Regions from separate parts of the Mus musculus genome. Here region 2 is linked to region 1. A link is a contact called in public capture Hi-C data. All regions are on one chromosome and are shown on one strand. The core of a region is the stretch at or near the end of the contact, and the rest is flanking DNA. Distances in the headings are between cores, read along the strand shown. Region 1 overlaps Glt8d2 (glycosyltransferase 8 domain containing 2). Region 2 overlaps Appl2 (adaptor protein, phosphotyrosine interaction, PH domain and leucine zipper containing 2).

Region 1 (6,809 bases), core at 1,972-4,471:
ATCTTCTGAGGTCTTCTTTGATTTCTTTCTTCAGAGACTTGACATTCTTGTCGTACAGGTCTTTCACTTGTTTGGTTAGAGTCACACCAAGGTATTTTATATTATTTGTGACTACTGTGAAGGGTGTCATTTCCCTAATTTCTTTCTCAGCCCATTATACTGTTGGACCTGCTTAAGCATCAAGAAGGCAGATGTGGCAGTTAGAAGGCTAGAGAGGTCAGAGCTGTCACACAGATGGAATGTAGGGCCCTGAAGCAGAAAGGTTGTCAGTGGAGTCAGACAAGCAAGTAGCAGGTGCTGGGACTGAGCAGGGCACCCAGCATTCAGAAGCTGGAAAGGAGGTAAAGCCAGCAATGGAGAGTGAGATAGCTCTGTGGGTAAAAGCACTTGTCCTGGAAGTCTGACTTGAACCCAAGATAAAAGTTGTCCTTTGCTTTCTACACACACACACACACACACACACACACACACACACACACACACCTTTAAACATATGCTGGGCATGGTGGCACATGTCTTTAATTCCAGCACTGGAAATGCAGCGGCAGATCTCTGTAAATTTGAGGCCAGCATGGTCTACATAGTGAGTTCCAGGATGATCAGAGCTACAAAGTGAGACCCTGTTCACACAACAAAACCCACCAAAGGAAGGCAGAAAGCTGCCAGTGGGCAGTAGGAAGCTCAGAGATAGTGTACAAAAGCTTCAAGAATGTAAACCATTTTCCCTAAACAGAAGATTCCACCCTGTTCTTTTGCAGAACACATACATGGGCTATCTGGACTACCGGAAGAAGACCATAAAGGACCTTGGCATCAGCCCCAGCACCTGCTCATTCAATCCTGGTGTGATTGTTGCCAACATGACTGAATGGAAACACCAGCGCATCACCAAACAGCTGGAAAAGTGGATGCAGAAGAATGTGGAGTATGTGGACAGGTTTCTCTGCCACCATTGCTCCCAGCTGGGACCAAGTGGCTCGGCTCATCTTTGTGTGGCTCAGGAATTAACACAAAACAAAACAGGACACCTGAGGTCAGATTCTCACAGAATCTGTCAACCAAGGAGCATGGGGACGATCTGTCCCCAGGTGACAGAAGTCTGAGAAATTGCCCTTTCTTCTTCCCAACAAGCTGCTTAATAATGTGGCTTGAATCTTTTCCACTGGGGGTGGGGGGGCAAACTTCATTTATCTTAGCTGAGTTTCTTTTACTGGACTGCTTTTTTGTGAAGGTCTCACTATGTAGCCCTCATCTACAGGCCTGGGCCTCACTAAGAAACCAGGCTGGCTTTTGTCTCTGATATGCTGGGATCCAAGATGTGTACCATCACACCTGGCCACAGACCTACTTTTAAGGCTAATTTCATAGAGCCAGCATTTTAAAAAATACTTTTCTTTGATGCTTATTTTCTCTCTGTGTGTGTGCATGTGTTTGCACATGTGTGTATGGGTGGGTGCACAAGTATGTGTGAATAACTTCAGGGTTCATCCTCACCAGCACAGTTCAGCTCTTTTTGAAACAGGATCTCTTGCTGGCCCAGAGCTCAGCAATTAGCCCAGGCACTGGCCATTCTGTCTCCACCTTTCTCGTGCAGGGATTCCAAGCATAGAGTTTTCACACGGGTTCCGGGGCTAGATCCACCAAGTACTTTACTGAGTGAGTTTTCTCCCCAGAACTTGCATTAAAAGTGACTTTTAATTTAAAATTTAAGAATTTTAGTTATCAAATTTTTAGAATAGAGCAACAAAAAGTTTACTAAGACAACCACTACCACATCATCGTCTTTCCTATCAGTCTTTATTATTTTTATATTTATAATATTTATAGTATCTAAAATATTTATATTAAAATTTAAAATATCTTATATATTTTAAAATTATTCATTATAGTTCCCCCATTTAAAAACAACTAATTTTAATTCTATGCATATGGTGTTCTGCTTCCTCCATGTATGTCTGCACCACATGCATGCCTCTGCCTGCTACCCTTGGAGGCCAGAGAGAGTGCTGGAAGTCTTGGAACCGGAGTCACAAACAGTTGAGAGTCAACATCTGGATGCTGGGGGTCCTCTGTAAGAGTCCCGAAGGTGCTCTTAACTGTTGGGCCATCTCTCCAGCTCCTACACCTATGTATCTCAGTACCATTGAACTTGTATGTAATTGTAAATACTATAGATCAGAATTTGATCTTCTGAGCCTACCATTAAAAAAACCCTGAGAGTTAGTGACAGGATATTAATAAGTATTAACATCGTGAATCTAGGTGACACATGTGAGAGTGTGGACTTAGGTGACATACATTGGGAGACAGTGGCTCTGGGCCAAGTACTGTGATTCTACATGGGAGATAAGGTTTAATGGTGCGTGCCTACAATCCCGGCACACGGGAAGTGGAGGCAGCAGGCTTGACTCCAGGTTTTCCTCTGCTGTATATGGACTTCAAGACCAATCTGCTCTACATGAGACCCCGTTTCTAACAACAAAAACTCCTGATTAAAAAAATAGGAGTTGGGGGGAAAGTAGAGAAGCCTTCTTTCTCTTAGGACCAGCCACATTAGCATCTATCTAATTCCTGTTAGTGAGGGCTTCTAACCAAATGTTTTTGTTTTTTTAAATCCCATTCTTAGAGAAAACCTCTACAGCAGCTCCCTGGGAGGAGGAGTGGCCACTTCTCCCATGCTGATTGTGTTTCACGGGAAGTATTCCACCATCAACCCACTGTGGCACATACGGCACCTCGGTAAGTCCTTCCAGGAAGCAGGGGAAGTGAACTTCTTACTCAGCGAACACCACCATGCTATAGCCCAGGGGTTCAGGCCCTAGGAGTGACCTTGGCCACCTCTCTGCCTTAACCCTCAGGCTCAGAATCTGCAAATGCAAATGGTGTCTTTAGTTGCCAGAGGGAAGTGAGCATTCCAGGATTCAAGATTCTGACTAGGGTTGGAGAGATGGCTCCAGTTAGGTGCGCTGGCTGTTCTTTGAGAAGACCCAGGTTCAATTCCCAGCTCCCAACTGTCTCTAATTCCAGTTCCAGGGGATCTGACACTCTCATGCAATACATGTAAAATAAAAATAAAATTTAAAACAAAGTATCTAAAGCTTACAGAGTGATGCTCAGCATAGAACTTCCATCTTGCGATGCTCCAGTGTACAGAGCCTACTGAGTGTGACCTTAAGACAGCTTGCACTTTAATGCTATCAGGCCAAAACTCTGTTCCCATAGATGTAAAATCCCATCAAAGTGGAGGTCAGTAACAAGTAGCATGAAGCTGGGCTGGGGATATGGCTCAGTGGATACGAGCACTTACCAAGCAAGCATGACACCACTTTGGATCCCCAGGACTCTTGCAAAAGGCAACAAGCATAGTTAGTGGCCATCAGTAACCCCAGCTCTCAGATAGCTAGGACAGGGTTCTCTGGGTAAGCTGGCTAGCTAGACCAGACACACCAGTAAGCTCTGGGTTTAAGTGAGAGACCACTGCTTCAATATTGGAGAGAAATTGAGGAAGAAACCTGATATCAATGTTGGCTTTCCAGACACGTGTGCAAAATGGAAAAAGGAAAAGGACAGACCCTGGAGCAGACTCAGTTTGACACTTGTGAATTACTAACTGCTGATATGCAGAAAGGGCACAACCTTTCTGAGGAAAAGAATCCCGTTTTCCCTATAAGGTTTGGAATCAGGCAAGAAATGTAAAGAGCCAGATTCTATTGTTTCTGACAATGCAGAGAGTGCCATGTAACTGACACTGTTACAAGGCCATGATCCTGGCTGACCATATTTTCTCTACACTCAATGGAGTTTCATTGTTGTTTATGGAAAAAACAACAGCAGAGGATATTTGTTATATAAATTATATCTGCATGACCTTCTAGAAGTACTGTAGAACACTCCGAGGAATGGCAGTATTAAGATCTCTTCACTATCATAACCTTAGGCTTATGTAATGTATGGTTATCACCAAGGGGGCTTATTAAGGTGTGACTCCTGCTAACTGGACACTTTTACCATAGCTTGTATCCAAGGTTCCATATAAAATCGTCGTCACTAACAAGCCTGTTGTTTATTTCCCTCCACACACACCGAAGGCTGGAACCCTGATGCAAGATATTCGGAGCACTTCCTGCAGGAAGCTAAACTACTCCACTGGAATGGAAGACATAAACCCTGGGACTTTCCTAGTGTTCACAATGACTTATGGGAAAGCTGGTTTGTTCCTGACCCTGCAGGGATCTTTAAACTGCATCACAATAGATGAAACACTCCAACAGTTAAAATACACCCTGGATAAAAATGGAACGGGCCCTCTGTATCTTCTAACACTGTTCTTTAAGAGCAACTCTTCTGATATATATGACCTATGGTGTAAGAGACAAATACTACTGTGTACAAGTTGAACCAAGGCCCACACAGATAGACTTAACTTCTTGAAGTTCAAACGATTGCCATGAGCAGCCCCTACTCATTCTTTTCTTTTGGTGTTTTGAGACAGGGTCTCGCTATGTACCCCAAGTCTCAACCTGAATGACAACTATATCTGAAAATTTTCAAAATCTCTATTTTCTCAGTTAGATATTTTGGGAGCAGTTCTTTTGTTTTACTTCTAAGATGGGATCTCCCTGGCTGGAGAGAGTGTTGGCTGTTCTTCCAGAGGACCCAGCTTTGATTCCCAGAACCCACATGGCAGTTCCAGGGGCTCTGACATTCTCTTCTGGCCTTCACAGGCACTGGGTACACATGTGATGCACATATGGAAGGCAAAATATCCATACATGTTTTCAAAATAATAGAAACAAGTTAGCCGGGTGGTGGCGGCACATACCTTTAATCTCAGCACTCAGGAGGCAGAAAGAGTTTAATCTGTGAGTTCGAGGCCAGCCTGGTCTATACAGTGAGTTTCAGGACAGCCAAGGCTACGGAGAGAAACGCTGCCTCAAAAACAAACAAACAAACAAACAGGGTCTTTCTCTATATCCCTGGATAAATTGGAACTCACAACTTCAAACTCACAAAGATCCTCATGTCTTTGCCTCCTAAGTACTGGAACTGAAGGCCTGGGCCACCACATCTGGCTGCAGGGTTTTCTTTCTTAAAAACAGGTTGCTAGTCTTGTCTTTTACAAAATTATAAATTAAAAAAATGTAGAATCTGTAAAAATAAACTATTCAAGCTTTTGTGATTTTTGTCATGTGACATGTAAGAGAAAGTAAGCCATCCTCAGGTTTCCAGTGGGGAGGAATACCATTAAATCCTGCTGGAGGAAAACCTGTATACTAAGCATAGCCATTCTTAATGTTTATTGTAAAAACGCTCAGACTGCGCATGTTTAAAATCTCAGTATTATTTAATGAGAACGCCCCACCCTGCCATGTACAGGGTGCCCCGCACTCGCTACTCACCCACCATGTTAAGGAAAAGCACCAGGAAGTACAGAGGGTCCTCATGGCTGCTCTCCAGAGTTATAATTTAAAGGTATTTCTCCATGGTAAAACTACAATAGTTACATACCAAGGCAATACTACATGCTTTACATAGTCCCATGAAAAAAAGAATTCAATTGATCCTAATCCCTGATGCAAGGCACTTCAAAGCACCCGCATAAAATGCCCATGTAAACAGCAGTGCAGTGCACCTTCCAAATAACATGACTTGTGCACAACCTGACCCAGACAGAAGGAAAAAGAAAGCCCATCACTGCCACAGCTAAAGGCATGTTAAAATTTCCACCAAGAGACTGCTTCCCTCATTGTTCACAGAACAGGCTACATAACCTTTGTGAGATACAAAACCCTCGTGGGCATTTCATACTGCCAAACCAGCACGCGCCAGGGGTGGGCACCAAGTCAGAGTGCTCAGGAGTGAGAGCGCTAGGCATCGCTGAACACGCACGTTTCCTAGCCACCAGCCCGGGCAGGCTGTCTGTAGCACCATGGAAAATGCATGAGCAGCCACAAAGGTACAAATTCCAATCAGCTCTTTCACGAGGCTCACTTAGTCCACAGTAATCAACAGTAGTGACAATAATTTTTAAATCATTGACAAATGATTAGCTTTCCCTAGAAGAGAAGTTCTGTATCAGTACATCCCATGTACACAGCACCAGTTTAAACAGGATTATCAAACACCTGCAGCAGCGCGTGGCTAACTGGAAAGTTCATTTCTTAGCGCTTTCCATGTCGGGATAAAATCACAACAGTGATGAACACTGACGGGGGATTCAGTAAAACAGAGGGGTGGCAACTGTCCAGGTTCTACTGCCTTCTCAGGAACCACAAGAGGCAGAGGCCAACGGCAGGGCTCAGGCCCCACTAGGTTTCTACTACCAAGCAACTGCCACACACACTACTGGGAGAGTAAGGGGGTCTGCGTGTGACTGCAACCCAGAGGGTTCTGAGTCCACCTCCAGCTTCGAGTCCACGGAGGGCGGAGGGTTAGTCGGCTTCCAACAGAGATAGGCACATCTGCCTTTCACCAGCTTGATTCTTAGTAGCATGCCCTACTTAGGCATTTAAAGGGATAAGGGCATATATAGGTATGCACAGTGAAGAATCAACTATAAATATTCCGACTGTTGCTTTTTTAAAATTACAGATTGAAGTGACTCCTCAGAGAAAACCGGTTTCTTCATAAATGAAATATAGTATATAAAAAGCTGGAATGATGGGTAGTTAAAATACAAAACTCAAGTACAAAACACCCTATTTTTCCTTTCCAAACTACATAGATTCATACAGTTGACTCTACCATATAACTGCTCCATATATAATTACACCACTAGCGTAAAGGACCATTAACACTAAAGCCCCTCA
Region 2 (6,809 bases), core at 3,024-5,523, 970 kb before region 1:
ATTCGCTGTGTGGACTCTGGGAGGGTGCCGCCTGGTCTGAGAATACAGAGAGCAAAAACGACCGACTGAGCCAGAGACGCCTTGAGCAAGCCTCACTGATACTACAGTCGGGAGCCCTGCCTTCATCAACATGCTTCCAGGCCTGTCTCATTTCGTGTGCTAGGGCGTGTGTTGAGGACATCCAGGTGGGCCCCTTGGGCACACAGGAGCGTCTGTGGTGGTCTCCTGCTGAAGTGCAGCCATATCGGTACCAATGTGTGTAATTTTCTCAACTCAGTGCTTTTGCTTTCAGCTCAATGGTCTCCACACAGAGCTGGCCAAGCAACTGGCAGACACTATGGTTCTCCCTGTTATACAGTTTCGAGAGAAGGATCTCACAGGTAAAGTAGCAGGTGCAATGCAGTTACCTTCTGAAGGTTCACCTACCCACCCGTAATTCTTACTGCATCCACTCCTTTCAACACGAGGCTGTGGAGCATGCTTTTAAAGCAGTTTCATTCAGCAAACTTTCTTGATTCTGTACGTTCCTGGTTCAACAGAGGGAGGCCACGGGCAAACAAAACAGATCAAACAGATCAAACAAAATCATGCTGCAGAAGGGATGGCCACGGGCTGGAGAAAGCACTCCAGAGGCCTCCTGGGTGTGGGTGGTCTGAGCTGGAGTCTGAGTGCACTGTAGATGTTGGCAGGTGGCTAGGGATGCCAGGGTGGGGGCAGCTGTTCCTGAGAAGGATGGGCACGGGGACTGTGAGGTGGAAGCTTGGAGAGAGGAGGATGGGCGGTGCCAGGCGCTCCCTGTGGAGGCTGAGGGCAGGGCAGACGCGAGCACTGGGCGCCTGGGGTACACCTGTGAGCACAGTCCTGTGAAGCCCATGCTTAGTGCTGAGTGAGGAAGTCTAATAAGTGGTCCCCTCCCTCCTGAGTAGCCTTCTGAGTGGATTCAGTTCTTAAACTGAAGGAGAACTGTACCATAAGTTTAGATGTATTTGAAATCAGAAGTAGTCCAAATGAAGAGTAAAAATTCATTGTCTGGAGAAAAATTGGTAATAGTGAATCAAAATGCTCTAATTTCATTTATTACTTAGACAGTAAAGAATTGTGTATGGTTATTGAAACAATAGAGATTAGCATGACCCCTGTGCAAAGACATGAGAATTTGTGAAACATTCCATATTAGAAAAAAGAAAAACATACAAACACACAAAAAATTGTATTTGAGAAAACTGACTAAAAGCAAACAAAACCAAAAAGTACAACCTTAATTTAAAATACACATACACACATACTATTAGGCTGAAGAAATGGCTCAGTGGTTAAGTACACTGGCTGCTTTTGCAAAAGACCCAGTTGGTTCCCAGGACCCAAATGGTGGCCTACAACTGTCTGTGACTCTAGTTCCCGAGATCCGACACTGCCTTCTGGCCTCCATGGGCACCAGGCATGCACATGGTACACAGACATGTTCATAAAAGATAATAACCTTAATTTAAAATATATGTAATCTTACGTTCTCTTCTAGGTAGAGAAGCTATAGTAAATGTATGGGCAAATACTAAAAATGGAATTCCCGCTGGCTCTCCTTGTGTCACCTGAGGTTGTGACAATGATTGCACTGCTTTAAGCCCCGCCCAGTGCCCCTTTGACAATCCTAATATTTCATAACTAAAAAGTACAAAGTAATGAACTGGTTTGATGGTGCGCACCTGCCGTCCCAGCGCCTGCGAGACATAGTCAGGAAGATGAGCCGCTCATGGTCATCCTCGGCCACAGACCAAGCATGAGGCCAGCCTAGGTTACATGAGACGTACCCCAAAAAAGTCAAAAGGGAAAAAGAAGTAATGTATGTGGCAGACTGCAGGTCTGTGTCCTGTGTGTCTGGGAGCAGAGGGGAGGGGTGCACAGCCTAGACTCAGCAAGTCCAGCAGCCCTTGTGACAGTGGCCTTCCTGACCAACTTCTGAGACCTACAATCTTGAGTTTACAGTTGCTTACAGTGGCCATTCTTTTGCAAAGGAGAATAAAAATGTTCAATTAGTAATAAAAACAAACATTTCTTATCTATGAAAACCTAATCAAATCACCCTGTTATCATGACTCAAAGACAGAAACTTGAAGCATTTGGCCCCAGCCAAATGTAAATCCAGTTGCAGTCTGCTTACATAGTGCCTTAGCATACACCTTACTGCCTGTTTAATTTTAAATTTGTTTGAATTTATATATGGATGCTTTTCCTGATTGTATATATGTGTGCCTGGGGTCTCCAGAGTCAGAAAAGGGCACCTGATGCCCTGGAACTGGAGTTACAGATATTGTGAACCTCCTGTCTAGGTGCTAGGAACCAAGCCTGAACGAGCCCTCTAAAAGAGCAGTAAGCGCTTTGAGCCACTGAGCTGTCTCTCCAGTTCCATAAATGTTTGGCTTAAGCTGGCCTTGAACTCATGATCCTCCTGCCTCCACCTCATATCATCAGCATCCACCACAGCCAGCTTTACTGCCTTTCATTCATCTTTGCCCCAGTGGAAGTACACCTGAGGAGAGCACGGGACACTATCAAGCTGTTGGAAGACAGCTCTACTCTAATTGGAGTAAAAGCAGAAAGAATGGAAATGTGGGAAGGAAGGGGAGAGCAGCCCAGCCCCAGGGAGAGTGAGACCAGCATAGAAGCTGTAGTGTCCTCTTGTGTGGATTATGTCAGGAAGGTGGGAATTGTCACTCCTTCAGGGTCTCTTCTATGTTCTGTGTTCTTCAGTGTTTCCTCTCGCTGTCGTCATTCTCTTGGCGACCTTTCTGTCAGTTTGGTTTGGGGATTAAGTCATCTTGTGCATGACGGGTGAGGTGCCATGCTGTGGGGTCATGATTATTGGTGTTGGCTTGTGGCTGTGCACTGTGCCAGTTTGTATCATTTTCACTGGAACCAGCACCATGCCCACTGGTGATTTATAAGTCAGGTTTCTACAGTGGTGGCAACAGGAAACATACGGGAAGATGGCCTAAGACACTTGAGGGCTTCAGCTTATAGGCCAGTATAGCTTATACTTCCAGGATAAGTACCTGACCATGTCCTGTCCACCCATCCCCAGGAGTCCATCTCCCTTACAGACCCTTGGGGGTGAAGTGTGATGGTAGCCACTAGGCCAGGGTTTGTGGGAGCTGAGGAGCGAGGGGCTGTGGACAGAGCATGTGCCCTGGCTTCTTCACATGGCTCCAGCTCTTCTGCTCTGACATCTTTTCTTTTCCTTTGTTCAGAAGTCAGCACTTTGAAGGATCTCTTTGGACTTGCCAGCAGCGGTAGGCATTTTTTCATTCTTGGTGCATGGGCTTCGGCTGTGCATGAGTGTCGTGGGGGCAGGCTAGACAACCATTGTTCTTGCCCTTTGACCCTTCCCGGTGCTCAAATGTCTTTTATTTTTAGAGCACGACCTGTCAATGGCAAAGTATAGCAGGCTCCCTAAGAAGAAGGAGAACGAGAAGGTGGGTGTTCCTTCAGTCACGTCATGGACCTCAGCTCCTTCTGTGACTTCTGTGAGCTTGTGGCATGGCTGCTGTGTGGTGGAGCTCTGCTCCTTTCCTGAGTCTGCACCTTCACATTCTTCTGTACCTCGTGTGTACAGCTCATCACAATTCTGTGCACTGTTTCGGAGCCACTGTAAATTCTGACCGTGTGCTGACTGACTTCTCTGTGGTGCTCTGTCCTGCTGTCTGACCCCGTACTGATCAGTCTCTTGAGCTCCCGTTTAGCTGCCGGCTGATGTTTTAGTATCCCAGGCAACGGAGTCTGTCTTCATGCACACACTTGTTAGTTCTGCTCGTGACTCCCTTGAGCTGAGCTACGCCCGGGACTATATATAGACTTTTGCATGGACCAGGTGTGTGTGGCTTGGGCACTTGCTGCTGAACCATTTTCCCAAAGAGTATCAGTGGGCACTGCCGCTCGCAGGGTATTGGCTTTGCCTCATACAGTCTCGGGGACCGGGGTGCTGTCGTGTTGTGATTTCACTGGGGCTCCTTTTTAAGTTAAGGTGGAACCTTCTCTCTGCGCCATTCTGCTGGTCATGGAAATGTTTATGATGAACAACCAACTATGTGTGAAAGTTTGTGCTCTGGCAAAATTCCCAGACCCTGTGAGCGACTTGGGTTCCCTTTCCCTCTTCCCAGGCGAAGACGGAAATTGTGAAAGAGGTGGCGGCTGCCCGGCGGAAACAGCACCTCTCATCCCTTCAGTACTACTGCGCACTCAACGCACTGCAGTACCGCAAGCGGGCGGCCATGATGGAACCCTTGATAGGCTTTGCCCACGGACAGGTAGGGGATGAGAGGAAACCCCGAAGCAGCCATCAGGAGAAATGGAAGCCTCGTCATGGCAACAGATGCACAATACCCTGGGAAAGTTCCTAGGGCTCAACTGTTACCAGAGCTTCCAGCTGGGCTCGGCCTGTGAGGCCATATGTTCAGGAAGCTATGGCCTCCTCCCAAGCCTCCCTCAGGGAAGAGCCTGCCTGCCTTCCAAGAAAGCGAGTCCTGGTTCTGCTTTCTGCCCAGGCCGCATGGCTGGTGCAGAGCCCGGTGTGTCCACATTGCCTTCACAGTGGCACCGCAGGCTCACCCCAGGAGCCGGGCTGTGCATGTTCCTTTCCTACTCTGCACTGTCAGGCTCACCCTGGCTGGCTCATGTGCAGACGGCATGCCCCTGAAGTTACTGCGTGTGCTCCCTCCCGGGGCCGGGGGAATGGTACCTGTGCTTTCTGAAGTCCTGGGAGGGGGGTGGGGGGGAGGGGGCACTCAGTCAGCATCTTCCCTCCTAGTTAGTGATCTGCTGATCCTTGTCTTAGAGATGCTCCAGTTTAAGGATGTTGACCCAGCTGCCATGGCACAGGCGAGTGGCAGGGGCCGGCATGAGTTTTCCCTGCTTTAGCCCTCCGTGACTCTCAGCCCTTACGTTGTACAAGACAAATGCACCCAGAATCTTAGGTCATTTGATAATCTATGAACCGAAAATGAGGAGAAGAAACAAAATGTTTCTAAGACCTGTTACCAATTGAACACACATGAGCATCTCTGGCTTCTGTATGCATTTTAAATTACATGTATTTGAAAAGAAATACATCAGCTTCACTAAGGGGAAAGGGGTGTGTGCCTGGGCATCTTTAAGCAGCCAGACACAACTGTCTGTTTTCCTGATGTAGTTGCTACATGTTGAATGGGGAGTTCACTGAAGCCAGCTTATTCCTGCAGAGGTATTAACTCAAATAGGGCAATCTAGCCTCTCTGTCATCTGAATAAAGCTGGGTTATCCAAAACTAAGTACTGTCCTGTTGGGCCTTCAGCCCTCGGCAGAGCCACCTAGCTCCCACACAGTGGGCACCGTGCTGACTCTCTGTCCCTCCTTTATTACACCTTGGACCCGACAACTGACCTAGCCATATTAGAGAACTATGCTCTTTGCTCTGTGATTATGTCCTGTGTGCCGTCCCTGCATGGCAGCCTTTGCTGGGGCAGTAATCCCTGCTCACTCACAAGCCCAGGAACATGGAGAGGGAAGATTTGTATATTGTCTCAGTCTGCAGAGCTTGCTTGGTGGTGGACAGTTTCACAGTACCCAAGGGATATGGCCAGCTGTTCTGTGCTTTCTCCCAGCCGAGGACTGACTACACCAGCTCTCCTAGCCAAGCTTTTTAAATGATTGTAGTTTGGCTCCAGGAGGGAAGAGGAGAGTTCAGTGCTGGCACACACGCAACCCCGGCCTGGGAGGGCGGGGCTGTACCATCGGGTGCTGTGGCAGAAGACTGGGGAGAGGCGTTTTGTGTTTCACCTAGAAATTCTCCTCATTCGAGACACAGCTAGAGTTCTCTTGGCTGAGTGTTGCGTGACGCTGTGAGTTGTTGTGTGACTCAGAAGTATGTGCTGTGCCTCAGCCCTCAGGTATCAGCCTATGGGCATCGCCTATGCTAGCTGAAGGTGTGAGAGCACTGCACCCAGCTGTTGGCAGGCCCACTTGGTAGACTGCCCAGGCTTTGTCTCCTGCTTAGGGACGTGGGTTGCACCTGCTGTGGCTTCTCTGGTCCTTAGAACATAGGCTTGAAATTGATTTTAGTTCCGAAGCCTCAGGATGGAGGTTTTTATCAGTTGTATGGATTTTCCAAAATCACACTCTGTGTGTGTGTGTGTGTGTGTGTGTGTGTGTGCGTGCGTGCGTGCGTGCGTGCATGTGGAGAGGGGAGCTTGCACATGCCCTGGCATGCATGTGGAAGTAAGAGGACAACTTCAGGAATCAGTTCCTTTTATCATGTGAGTCCTGCAGACGTGGGGACAGGTGCTCTGAGCCATCTCAACAGCCCTGTGAAATCCTGGAGTGTATAAGTGACCTCTCATGTGTATTTTCAGGGTAAGCCCTAGGCAGTGGGGCTGTAAAGCCCCTCCATTTATTCTGTGCTTGGGATTGGGTCGCTCCAGAGAGCTCACAGTAACTGGAGAGCAAGTCAAAGGCTTAAAGCAATGCTCCAAAGGAGGTCAGCAGGGAAGGACAAGAAACCCCAGATGCTGAGCCATTAGAAATGCCGAAGGCTGATTTAAAAGATGAAAACTAACTGATGAGTATCGTTTGGTTTTTGATGTTGCAGGGATTGGAATGGATTTACAATGTTAAGCTGAATTAGAGGTCAGCAGGCCAGAGCCTCCCACATGTGTATTACCGCGTGGGGATAATCGTGTTCATCGGCTGTCCATACCCTCCCTGACCTCAGGACAGGTGCACACATTCCTGGGTTCTCAGATTAGAGGGAAGACTATCCAGACACTGCTGATAACACCACT

Evidence for each region. Capture Hi-C pulls out chosen DNA fragments and counts their contacts.
Region 2: a capture Hi-C map of embryonic stem cells shows a contact between it and region 1, with 4 times the contacts expected there. The contact joins two enhancer-like sites. A contact is called at or near these places in 2 of 9 other capture datasets (embryonic stem cells and pancreatic islet).

What each region holds. Positions count from the first base shown.
Region 1 is chr10:82,648,798-82,655,606 of GRCm38.p6, reverse strand. It overlaps Glt8d2 (glycosyltransferase 8 domain containing 2), which reads left to right. Exons shown (of 10, transcript NM_029102.3): 8 at 759-925; 9 at 2,627-2,739; 10 at 4,089-5,174. The coding sequence ends at 4,258. It overlaps Tdg (thymine DNA glycosylase), which reads right to left. Exons shown (of 10, transcript NM_172552.4): 10 at 4,808-6,809. Among named protein-coding and RNA genes, the nearest start is that of Tdg, 22 kb to the right of the region's middle. Within about 2 kb of position 3,221, at least 10 of the 459 cell types and tissues checked have an H3K27ac peak or open chromatin away from gene starts, as enhancers often do. A contact at or near this core is called in embryonic stem cells, where this site is marked.
Region 2 is chr10:83,618,190-83,624,998 of GRCm38.p6, reverse strand. Appl2 (adaptor protein, phosphotyrosine interaction, PH domain and leucine zipper containing 2) reads left to right here. Exons shown (of 21, transcript NM_145220.2): 5 at 293-380; 6 at 3,246-3,287; 7 at 3,412-3,470; 8 at 4,155-4,301. Among named protein-coding and RNA genes, the nearest start is that of Appl2, 27 kb to the left of the region's middle. Within about 2 kb of position 4,273, at least 37 of the 459 cell types and tissues checked have an H3K27ac peak or open chromatin away from gene starts, as enhancers often do. A contact at or near this core is called in embryonic stem cells, where this site is marked.